Regions from separate parts of the Sus scrofa genome. Here region 1 is linked to region 2. The links are chromatin contacts, called in public HiChIP or PLAC-seq maps. All regions are on one chromosome and are shown on one strand. Each heading gives the region's core, a stretch centred on a gene start, on an enhancer-like site or on the middle of the called end of the contact. The rest is flanking DNA. Distances are from core to core; before and after follow the strand shown.

Region 1 (6,208 bases), core at 3,522-6,021, 200 kb before region 2:
GCAATGGCCCTGCAGTGCTCTTTACCAACCAATCATCATGCCAGCTGCAAAGGAGAACTGTTTATAGGACTCGCCTCCAGCATCACAAAGCAGGGCAGTGAAGGGGGAATGTGAGCTGAGAAGAAATAGATTGGTAACTGGAAAATGTATCAGAAGAAATTCTTTTAAATTAAAGGTTCTAATTAAGTTCTGGCTAATCAAAGCTTTATGACACCACGGTTTCACCACACTGTGGTAAATACATCCAGGAATTTGCAAAATGTAGGGTGAATTATCAGCAAAGCAATTTATTAATGTTATGCATTATCATTTACATATTATCTCACTGTCAATGAGATTTATACTTTGAGTTATTTTCTTGAGAATGAAAGTGAACTTCTCATCTGTCTATATTCTTCCTCTCAACAATGCAGCTGTAGACTGTTGACCAGCTGACACCAATCTTGTCTTTTCGATAGTAACATTTCTCAGGTTAGTACAATGAACATTTTGATTTTCCAGTAAATTTGTTGTCAAGTTGGCAAATACATTAATTCATCAAGACCTGATTATTCTTGGGTGAACAGATGAAATTGAGTTTCTTTTTTTTTTTTTTTTTTTGTCTTTTGTTGTTGCTATCTCTTGGGCCGCTTCCGCGACATATGGAGGTTCCCAGGCTAGGGGTTGAATCGGAGCTGTAGCCACTGGCCTACGCCAGAGCCACAGCAACGCGGAATCCGAGCCGCGTCTGCAACCTACACCACAGCTCACGGCAACGCCGGATCCTTAACCCACTGAGCAAGGGCAGGGACCGAACCCGCGACCTCATGGTTCCTAGTCGGATTCGTTAACCACTGCACCACGACGGGAACTCCGAAATTGAGTTTCTGAATCACGAACCTAAGGTCTAAACCTCAGAGCAGAGGTACAAATCTGCAGAGGTACAAAGGAATCCTGGCCTGGCTAGTAAGACTTCCCCATGCAGAATATCCTGAGCTATCTAAAGGCAATATGTGTGGGCAAGGGACAAAGATAGCTAGTCGATGTCTTTGGCCTTGATTGAAATTTGCCCCAGTACTAACTGCTTATGTAAGCCTATAGCTGCATATGATGTAGATGTCTCAAGTCATATTTCTAGTTGAGGCTCGGATGAGGAATGGTTTGCCGAATAGGCATGGGCATCAAGCTCTCTGGAATTCAGTGTCATTAATTATAATGTGAGAAAGCTGATGTAAGAGGTATGTTGAATAAGCACAGTTCTCTGACCTAATCAAAAAGCAACCATATATATTTATTTTTGCCCCCTCTGTTCCTTTACATATATATATGAAGTCAGGTGGTGATGGGGACAGGTCATCTTTCTCCGCTCTAGGATGAATATTCTGGCAGGCCCTTCAATACTCTGGCCACTCTGGTGTCACAGACTATCAATTTCCATTACAAACACAGAATTGATGCAGAAATTAGTTGTCTCTGATATTAATCAAAACTCCAGATCTGGGAGTTCCCCTTGTAGCTCAGTGGGTTAAGGACCCAACTAGTATCCATGAAGACATGGTACGATCCCTGGCCCTGCTCAGTAGGTTAAGGATCCAGCATTGCCATGAGCTGTGGTGTAGGTCACAGACTATACTGAGTTTCTGTGGCTGTGGTGTAGGCCAGTAGCTGTACCTCCAACTCGCCCCCTCGCCTGGGAACCTCCATATACTGAGGGTGTGGCCCTAAAAAGCAAAACAAAAAACAAACCAAAAAAAACCCCTCCAGGTCTGATTTTAAGAACATATCTTTTCCTCTCCTCCGGCCCAAGACAGCATCACTCTGAAAGCTCACGGTGGGAAGAGGGAGGGATGTTGGATGGCTCTTCCTCGGCACTTCTTGTCAAGGGAATGGAAATATTACCCTGGATATTTTCCATTTGTTCCTGAGATCCACTCTCCATGGTTTTCTACCTCCCTCCCTGCCCAGGGAGGCTGACCCTGTATGAATGCATCTCTCTTTCTCTCTGGCTTCCAGTTGGGTTTGGCCAGCAGGGAGCCCTTACAGAAGACCAGAGGAAGAAAAAAGTGCAAGGTCAGGGTAATCATCCCTTGGCTTTTTCCCAGTAAGGCTGCCTCTGGTTGGCTGGGTCATCGCTCTTCTTGCCATGGTCTTTGAGAAATAACACTCCCTTTCCTCATTCTGATAATCAGTCCCCCAGGGCCTAAGGGTGTCAGCCATTCTGCCTTTTCCCACCCCTAGTTCCTAGACTGTCCCTTGGGTTTCCATTACATCCCAACAACCCCCTGAGTCTCTTTGAAAAGAAACTCTCCTCAACTAATCCTAATTTAAGTGCACCATCTGTTTCCTGTTGGGACCCTAAGTGGAAAAAAAATTCATCAAAATTCACATTGCATAGCAACACTTCAAGTTTAAAAAATCCATTTTCTTAGATTAAGTAACTCACATCACAAAACTTACTTTTAAAATCATTTTCTGCACAATATTATTATCCAGAGTACTTCAACAACTACTGTTCTGGGCCCAGTCTAGGTTCAGAAAAGCCAGAGTTGGAGCTTCTAGTCTCTCCCAGTACAAATCTTTTCCTCTTGTTCAGGGCTCTCTTGCTGGTAATATCTCCCACCGAAAGGAAAATGGATCTGAATACATTCAATATCTTCATGAGTTAGCTTAATATATTTCTAGGAATATATACATTTTAAAAGAGAACTCCAGGATAAAAAATGAAGCTCTAATGACAGAAATTTCAGGTTCTGAGACAATAGGAATGGAGAAGTATATTTGACCTCATCTCTTCTGAACAAAATGAGGCCTAATTTTCCTGCATCTTTATTCTAAGTCATGTCACTCAGAGCTGAGTTTTAAAGTCCTTGCTTCAGTGTCTGTGCAGTTATTCAAGACTTTCCAGGGTACTAGTTACTAGTTTTTAGCTCATATCAAAGAGAGCTTAGTTTTTAGTTTTGAAAGCACAAGAAATATATAAAGATTATTGGTAATTGTTTTATAGAGTGCCTGAAAAATCAGTAAAGTTGCCTCTCTTTTTATATCTTGCCTCTGAGCAGCCCTGCCTCTCCAGCCACACTTAAAATGAAAGAAATCGAGTAAACAACTTTTAGCAATCAGGGAACCTTAAAATAGCCGATGATCTGCAGCAGGTAAAGCACACAGCAGCACACATGCAATCATTCAAATTTTGTACCTGGCAAATAAGGCTAACAATTTATACTTTGATCTGACTTGATTGTCTGAAAAAGCAGCTTTTCTGTGACATAAATATAGATGCTAGTTCTGTCTTGCAGCCAAGTTTCTCTTTAGAAAGCCACATTAATCTTATGGTTCCCTTACATAGAAACTAGTAGAAATGAATGATTTCTTCTAAATGGGAATCTAATAAAAAGGTATCTATGAGTGCTTGTCAGGTTAAAAAATGTTGTCTTTCTCCTTTTCTCCTTTGGATGAAATAAGTTGGTTTTGGTCCACACATACATACTGTTTATTATGCGCCAGGCACTGTTTAACGCAAAAATATCATTCTGAGGAAGGCAAATCAAACTCTTGTCCAAGGTGGTTACATTCCAAGTGAGGAGGAGATAGGTAATAAACATGTAAATAAATAATACAATTTCAGGAACTAAGGGCTACGAAGATAAATAGAGTAATTTGGTCAGTGGTACCTGGGGTGGGATGTGGCTGCTTGACGACATCTGAGTTGAGGCCTGAAGGCTGAGAAGGAGGCAGCAGTATGACAATCTAGGGAAGAGTTTTGCTAATAAAGAAAGAGTAAGTGCAAAGGCCTTGGGGTCAAAATGAGGCTGGTGTATTTGAGGGCAGAAAGGTGGGCAGTGTGGCTGGAGCAGAGTAAGGGGGAAGGTTTGGAAGGAGATGAGGAGGTAAGGCTGAAGAGGGAGATGGAGTCAGTTCAAAGAGTGATAGGAAGCTATTGGAGGGTTTAAGGCAAGGAAGCTGGGAAGTGATAAGATCTAAATTATATTTTATTTTATTTTTTAATTTTTTTTATTTTTTGTCTTTTTGCTATTTCTTGGGCTGCTCCTGTGGCAAATGGAGGTTCCCAGGCTAGGGGTCTAATCGGAGCTGTAGCCGCCGGCCTATGCCAGAGCCACAGCAACACGGGATCCGAGCCGCGTCTGCGACCTACACCACAGCTTATGGCAACGCCGGATTGTTAACCCACTGAGCAAAGGCAGGGACCGAACCCGCAACCTCAGGGTTCCTAGTCGGATTTGTTAACCACTGCGCCACGACGGGAACTCCTAAATTATATTTTAAAAGATAAGTCTGGCTGCTTTGTGGAGAAGAGATTGTAGGAAGTCAAACATAGAAGCAAGGAGACCAGGGAGGAGACAATGGCAGAAAGTCCAATGACAGACATGGGCTTCTACTGCTGGCCCATACGCCGCTTTGGTGACTATCAGAAAAAGTCTCCCCTTCCCTTTGATGGTTCTGAATAGCAGATGGATATATGGGGTGCGAAGAAAAGAGAGGAATCCAGAATGACTCACGCTTGTACTGCCTAACTGGGTGGATAATGGCAGAATTCACACAATTAGGTTTTGCTTATACTCAGTTTGCGGACCATGAAGTTTTCACATGAAGTGGGTGTACCCAACATCACAACTGAAAACTTGGTAACATTTACCACACTGACATTGGCTTCCTCTGAGCACTGGAAACCTTATGCTGATGTAATGGAGATAACATTTATGAGATACTCAATCAGCATGTTTGCCTTCCCAATCAGCCCTGTCCCCATGGCTCACCCACCCATTGAGTCAATGTCATGCTTTGAGTCACGGGGAGGAAAAAAACCCAGCCAAGAGTGCATAGGTCATCATTTAGCTTTGAGTTTCAAAACAGGATTTAAAAAAATTCATAGGAAGACAATAGTTTGAAATTAAGTGCTTTTGATTCGTAAAAGCCAGACTTGGCTAAATGAAAAATATATGTAACTATACACGGATGAGGCGGAGCTTGGAGGACTGCCCCCACCCCAAGCAGGTCACAGACAGTGCCAGGAAGAACACAGGATGTGACGTGAGAGCCATTTTCCCATGACTGTCAGGGAAGATAAAAGTTTAAGCAGCAGCCAGGAAGCTGTGAGAGTCAGAGGGTATAAGCACAGGGTGCCCCAGAGGAGGGGTGGCGGAGCCCTAAGTTCAGGAGAGGTGTGGACCCTGTGTTCCCCTTTGGAACCAGGCCAACTGCAGAGAGGTGGAAATGTTAGGTTTGGGCAACCAGAGGCCTGGAGACCGTGCTCCCAGTTCCCGGGTCTGTGCGTGGTTGTCAGGAGACCCTGTCGGGGAATGATGGAGGTTGGCGGGGTGAATGGGCTGGAAGAGGCCTGGCCTTGGGCCAAGAAGGTATAAGGTGTGCGACCTTCAGATCCCAGTGAGTAGCTGGAATCACGGTAACCCAAAGGCCAGAGAGAACAATTTACTCACCAAAGCCTTGAGGCCAGGAAAGCCTGGCAGTTGGCAGGCCTTCCCTGCACCTCCCCTGTAGTGTGCCTGCCACCTGGGCAACATTCGGGGAAAGGGAAGGGGAGAGGAGAACCCTGGGATGAGAGAGAAACCCCGAAAGCCAGTGATTTCCCAAGGGAGACTGGTTTAAGGACCGAGGTGTTTTTAATTGGCAAGATCGAGTGTTTTCCACCTACATCAATGGGAACTTTTGAGCAAGAAGTCATTATAGACAATACAGTTACTATATATATATATATATATATATAAAACGTTTGTAAATCTGATATATTTTTTAATGTATCCATTTCAAATTTGCCGCATTAGAAAGGTCTGTATTTTCGTTGCATGAAGAAAACGCAGTTTCTGCACCTCCAGAGGGGGGAGGGGAGGGCAGGGATCAATTCTGTCAACACTGAATGCCTCCAGGGAGGGTAGCTGGGGGATAGAGGTGAAAGATTTATTTTTCACGGTATACCTTTTGTACCTTACTGCGTTTGTACCATGTGTAAGCATGAACTATTTAAAAAATAAGAAAAATAAAAGCTTCTGAAATGAAAAAAAAATGCTGACGCACAGAATCTAATATGCAGTGCTTGACAATGAACATTCAATACTTTTCATCTTACCAGGAATCTTCGAGCCACTTCTCCTCCTTGGTGTGTCTTGGGCTTATCCCTTTGCTTTGTGCTGATGTTGGTTTTGTAAGCTGTCTTGCCCCTGCGGCTAGCCGGTGGCTTATCCGTGCTTTGTAC
Region 2 (6,097 bases), core at 3,159-5,658:
TGGAAACAACCTAAATGTCCATCAGCAGAGGAATGGATAAAGAAGATGTGGTATGTACAGTGGAATATTACTCGGCCATAAAAAAGAATGAAATGCCATTTGCAGCAACATGGATGGACTTGGAGATTATCACACTAAGTGAAGTAAGTCAGAAAAAGAAAGACAAATACAAAATGATATCACTTAAAAGTGGAATCTAAAATATGACATAAATAAACTTATCTATAAAACAAAAAAATTCACAGACATAGGGAACAGACTTGTGGTTGTCAAGGGGGAGAAGGAGTGGAGGGGGGAATGGAATGGGAGTTTGGGATTAGCAGGTGCAATTTATTATATATAGAATGGATAAACAACGTCTTACTGTACAGCACAGGGAATTATATTCAATATTCTATGATAAACCATAATGGAAATGGATAAATATCTATACAACTGGATCACTTTGCTGTTCAGCAGAAATTAACCCAACAGTGTAAATCTACTACACATCAATAACATAAATTTTTTTAAAATAATATTTACAACATAGAGTTATCATGAAGTTATAATAATACAGGTAAAGAACCCCCACTTCAAAAAAAAAAAAAAACTGGAGTTCCCGTCGTGGCGCAGTGGTTAACGAATCCGACTAGGAACCATGAGGTCGCGGGTTCGGTCCCTGCCCTTGTTCAGTGGGTTAACGATCCGGCGTTGCCGTGAGCTGTGGTGTAGGTTGCAGACGCGGCTCGGATCCCGCGTTGCTGTGGCTCTGGCGTAGGCCGGTGGCTACAGCTCCGATTCAACCCCTAGCCTGGGAACCTCCATATGCCGCAGAAGCGGCCCAAGAAATAGCAACAACAACAACAACAAAAAAGACAAAAAGACTAAAAAAAAAAAAAAAAAAAAAACAAACAAACCTAATCCCTTTTGGATCACTGAACTCGCAGGGGGTTTACCTCTCTCTCCAGTTCTTGGCTCTTCTGCTAAGTGCCAAAGCAGAAACAAACATGCACAAAGAGACAAACGGCAAAAAAAAAAACCCAAAAAAACAGTCTCAGAAGTCTTCACATTGAAGCCATTTCATTAGGTAACAATTTTAAAAGCCCTAAACAAGTGGAGACTAGGATGGCACATAGATGACTTACTCTTTTCAATATTAATAACAGTCTAAGGGAAGTTGTGATGAAGTCTGGAATTAACACTGCTAACTCTAACATGAATATCTGATCTATTACCACCACTGGGCTTAAAGATATTCAATAGTCTCAGTCATATTGTATAATCACAGGTCAGTTTTGCAAGGATTAAAGAAGACAAAGGCCTAAAATCAAGGAGTTCCAGCAGAGAGGAAGGAAGTGAGGCTTCCTGCAGCCGAAACTACTCATCCAAAGGGAAACGGAGTAGATGAAGTGAAAGGTGTTTCTCAGAGATGGCCCCAAAGCAGCTTCTGTTTGTCTTAAAGCCTTAGGCTGGGTCTGTCTTTTAGGATATTATGACCCACAGTGACTCAAGAGAATTAACTACCAAACCCGGGCCAGAAACACTCATCTATCCCCAATATGGAAGGTCACTGAGTCATGCAACCTGGGTTTTGCCTCACTGTCCACCTCTGGAAGGCAGCCGAGGCTATCTGACTAGGGATTTCTACCTGGGGCAGTGAGGGGCAGTCCAGGTGAGCTCTGGGGCTTCAGTACAAACTGGCCATAGGGTATCACCAGGGCAATTCTAGGGTCATCCCTAGAACCACCCTTGGCTCTCAGGGTGCTGTAAGTCAGTGAGGCTGGGCTGTGAGATGTCCTGTCCTCCTTAAAGAAGAGTCTTCTCCATGTTGCTATTGCTTCATCCCTGCTGCTAAAAATCTGGCCCATGCTTATTACGTTTCATTTGGGCCAGAACTGAAAGCAATTCCCATCTCACAGGCCAATTCCAATTAATTTGTGGTGGCTACTGGAGCCCTACATTGAAAAGGGTTTTGAGCTTAGCAGGAAAGAGTGTGATTGACCATTAATGATGATTGCCATGGGCACAGGAGGGAAACTGCAGCAGGCACTCTGAGCTAGACCATTACCTTAGCCTTCTAAGGGGTATGCTCATCTCCATTTTCTTCCAGAAAAAGATTAACTTTCTAGAAGAGTATTGGACAACATCCTATCCAAAAATTTCAAGCCTACTCCACTTTAGCAACTCAGACCTGTTCTACCTGCCATCTATCTATATCATAATCTATTTATCATCTCTCTGTTTCTCTAAAAAATCACACCCACCCTTTATTCTTTTAGCTTCATCACCCCTCTTCTCCGAGTTCATATGCTCCGAGTTCATATGCTCATCTCTACTCTTTTCTCCTAGCCCATCACTGACCCCTAATCTCTCCTGCACCTTTGCTCTCCCTCTTTTAGGTTCTTCTCCCCACTTCTGGTCCCTTCCCTGCAGCCTAGAAACACAGTCAAGTCTCTTCTTTCTTAAAATAAAACTCTCTCTCCCCAGCCTGCCTGCCACGATCCTTCTCCCTCACAGTCAAGTTCCTGGAAAACTCCACTCCTTTGTGATCCTGTCCATGCACCTGTTTAACCTGTCCATATACCTGTCTTACCCATCCTCCTTGCAGCAGACCCTGTCACTTTTCTTGTCATTCCAGATACCAGGCCTTCCTAGTTCTCCTCTTCTTCTGTCGATTAGTCCTCCTCAAGCCCTATCCTTGAAATGAAGGGGTGGCCTGGAGATTTGAAAGCTGGTCTGTTACAACACAAAAGGCTGGTCCTGTAAGAACCATGCCATGTTCTAGCCCTTTTGGAGCTTGAGATAAAGAGGATGGAGAAGGTACCATTGTTTCCAACAGAGGGAGAAGTGTGAAGAACATTCACATTCTACAAATTCCTAATCTACACTGCTATTTCTGTAGCATCCTCTTTAGCTCTAGCTAAAGAATGTGAAAAATGTAAATTTCCTGTTTGAACAGGATACCTGTATTTAACTGCAAGTACTGTCATGAAAAGGGTACCTACATACCTGCTCACAGTGAGGGCAGTAACCGGAAATAGCCTGCCCGCTTGGTTCAGGAGCTGGAAGGAACATCCAAGCGATCTCTGGAGTTTTTCTCAAAGAGTGTTGCGAGAAATGTTTTTATAGTATTTTCTTAGCCTCTTTGCTGAAAACTCCATCTTGTCCTTCCTTACTTTGTCCCGTCTTCCTGCTTGAGAAACAGTCACAGGGATGGTAAATGACTTAAGCTTAAGAACAAAGACCTAAAGGCATGGGTTATTCGCGAGATCAGCTGAATGAGGACATAATACATTGGTCTAGGCACGCAGGACCTGTGCAGATTGGAACACCATTTGTACAAGCATGATATGTCCTCTAAAGAATAAGAGAAAGAGGAACCTCACAGCCAAGTGGTTTATGAGTGGTCGTTAGCAGAATATGCATTAGCAAAGAGAACCAAGGTGCAAACCTAGGCACACAGGGTTGCTGCAAATAGGCATGCCTTTTGCGGAAGCACAGTGAGGATTCTCTGAAATGCTATGCACAGATAGCTAACTCAAATGCTAATGATTCTTAAATGCCTAAAGTTTAGAGTAAAAGTTTAACCATCTACCAGCTAAGTGACTTTTAAAATAATAAAAGAACTTATAAAATAATAAAAAAAAAAACCCTATATCCTGCACCTTTTCACCTGACCTAACCCTCAAGAGCACAATAAAAGCAGTGTGGTTTCTTGAGGCAGGGCTCTTGGTCCCTGAGACCTTGAGTCCCCCAGTTCCCACCTTTACTTAAGATAAATGTCTCTGTGTCTTGTTTTATGTTAACCGTTTTTTCCTTAAGTTCTGCAGCACCCGTTCTTCAGCCCCATCCTGCTGAGCTGGTTTCGGCGAAAGAGGATCTGAAGGAGAAGGAAGGCCTTTCTCCAAGTCCTGGACTTTAGGATTAGGACCTCTACATAAAACAGAATTAAAAAGAAGAGACCCCTAAATTCCTTGATTAGATGGACAACTTGCCCTGAGTGGGACGGGTTGGGTTCAGGGTTCCCAAAAGTGTGTGAGAATCAACCCTGGCCCCCTTCCCAACTGGTCTGGTTGGGACTGGTCTCTGGTTCATCAGACAGAGCAAGATGTTTGATACGAGCGACATAAGCTTCCTGAGGCCCATGGGGAGGCTTGCCTTGAAACAGGGCCACGAAGCTCAGACCTGGGACAGGAACAGCCCAAGCAGCCTCTATGAGCTCTGGTGAACATTGACATCCTGGGAAACCAGGTGGTGCCTGAAATCAAATACCTCTTTGTAACCTAGACTCTTAATTTCTTTCCCTGTGGCTGGTAAGGCCTAGGAAATAAGCTCCCTTTGAAAATGAAGCCCAGAGGTAAACAACTGAGAAGCTCACCAACCGGCTGGAGAAGTTCCACTTCCTCTGCAGAGAGTGGGTTTTGGAATAATAATGCTCTATTTCATAAGCTGCATTCCAGTTTCAAGATCCCAGTGACTGTAACCATTCATCTCCATAAACAATTAGTGTCTCAAAGTCCTCTTCAGGGCAAAGAGGTTCTTGTGTCTACCTTGTACTCTCTCTGGGGGGAGTTTGGATAAGGCTGTGCCATAGTGAGGTGGGTCCGAAGATGTGAAAATATAATCCGACCCACCATTTGAGAAACCAGAATGCTAATTTACTAAAGTGCTTAGTCACTTTTAGCCACTGATTGCCTTCTCTATGATTGGGCCCAGTATGAATCTGAGTGAGTCATCTACTGGGACAGGGCATATACAGGAGAAAACAGCAGGACTTTTTTTTTTTTTTTTTTTTTTTTTTAACCAATCTCAGACTTATTGGCTAATGAATTTGGCATCTGAGCAGTATTCCTGGTACCTCATCATTTCAAATATATATATATTCAAATATATATATATATACACATATATATATATAAAGTGAAATAGCCTTGGGAAATAACACTTCGACTGTTTGTGTAAAAGATCAACAGTGGTAGTTTACCTGGTAGTTTTCTCAGCATGTGAATCCTGAGGGGTTTCCTTTTTCTAACTTAGTGGTAAAGCTTATTCCAGTGTTCAGCCTGTGGGCACAGTGACCCCTTTTCCTCACTTTCCAGCCCCCACTGTAGTTAGGGAATACAAATGGAGATGGCAGGAAAGCATTTGGGAGAGCTGCCTACCCAAAATGAAACCAACTCAATTCCAGATGAGTTGGCTCCATTTTGAATGGGACTTCCTTGTTATTCTTTCTTCCTTTGAAATTGGTTTTCATTACCCACTGTTTCCCTAAAGTGGATGAAAACTGAAAACTGTGGGTACTACATTTTAATTGTAGCGGGTACTATTCTAACAATTAGGAATTTAACTAATGTTTTTAGAAAACTCAACTTTCTGGCGTATATATGGAGAAAACACGAATTCCAAAAGATACATGAACCCCAATGTTCACTGCAGCACTATTTACAATAGTTAAGACGTGGAAACAACCTAAATGTCCATCAACAGAGGACTGGATAAAGAAAATGTGTCATATATATATATATGAATATGTGTGTGTGTGTGTACATGTATATATGTATTATGTGTGTATATATATATATATATATATAAAATACTATTCAGTCATAAAAAAAGAATGAAATAATGCCATTCACAGAAACATGGATGGACCTAGAGATTATCATACCAAGTGAAATGAGTCAGACAGAAAAAGACAAATACCATGTGATATCGTTTATAGGTAGAATCTATATATATCTCTATCTATCTCCCTATATATATCTATATAGATATATAAATGAACTTATTTCCAAAGCAGAATGAGACTCACAGACATAGATAATAAATTTATGCTCACTTAAGGGAAAAGGGGGTAAGAGAAGGTTAAATTAGGAGGTTGGGACTAACATATACATATATAATATAATATACATATTATACATATAAATGTTGGGAATTATACTCAATATTTTATAATAACCTATAAGGGGAAAGAGTCTGGGTAAGACTATACATGTGTGTATGAGTATGTATACCTAAATCGCTGTGCTGTATGCCTTTAACACGATATTGTGAGTCGACTATACCTCAATAAAAGAAAAAAAAAGAAAAACAACTTTCTTAATTTTTAGAA

What was found. HiChIP or PLAC-seq counts read pairs in DNA pulled down with a chosen protein or histone mark.
Region 1: an H3K27ac HiChIP or PLAC-seq map of alveolar macrophages shows a contact between it and region 2. The contact joins two enhancer-like sites. A contact is called at or near these places in 2 of 47 Hi-C or Micro-C datasets (embryonic fibroblasts and epiblast stem cells) and 2 of 2 datasets of contacts at active chromatin or transcription factors (alveolar macrophages and skeletal muscle).

What each region holds. Positions count from the first base shown.
Region 1 is chr3:77,814,109-77,820,316 of Sscrofa11.1, reverse strand. No RefSeq gene overlaps it. Among named protein-coding and RNA genes, the nearest start is that of VPS54, 39 kb to the left of the region's middle. Within about 2 kb of position 4,771, at least 27 of the 83 cell types and tissues checked have an H3K27ac peak or open chromatin away from gene starts, as enhancers often do. A contact at or near this core is called in alveolar macrophages, where this site is marked.
Region 2 is chr3:77,618,197-77,624,293 of Sscrofa11.1, reverse strand. No RefSeq gene overlaps it. Among named protein-coding and RNA genes, the nearest start is that of PELI1, 120 kb to the left of the region's middle. Within about 2 kb of position 4,408, at least 13 of the 83 cell types and tissues checked have an H3K27ac peak or open chromatin away from gene starts, as enhancers often do. A contact at or near this core is called in alveolar macrophages, where this site is marked.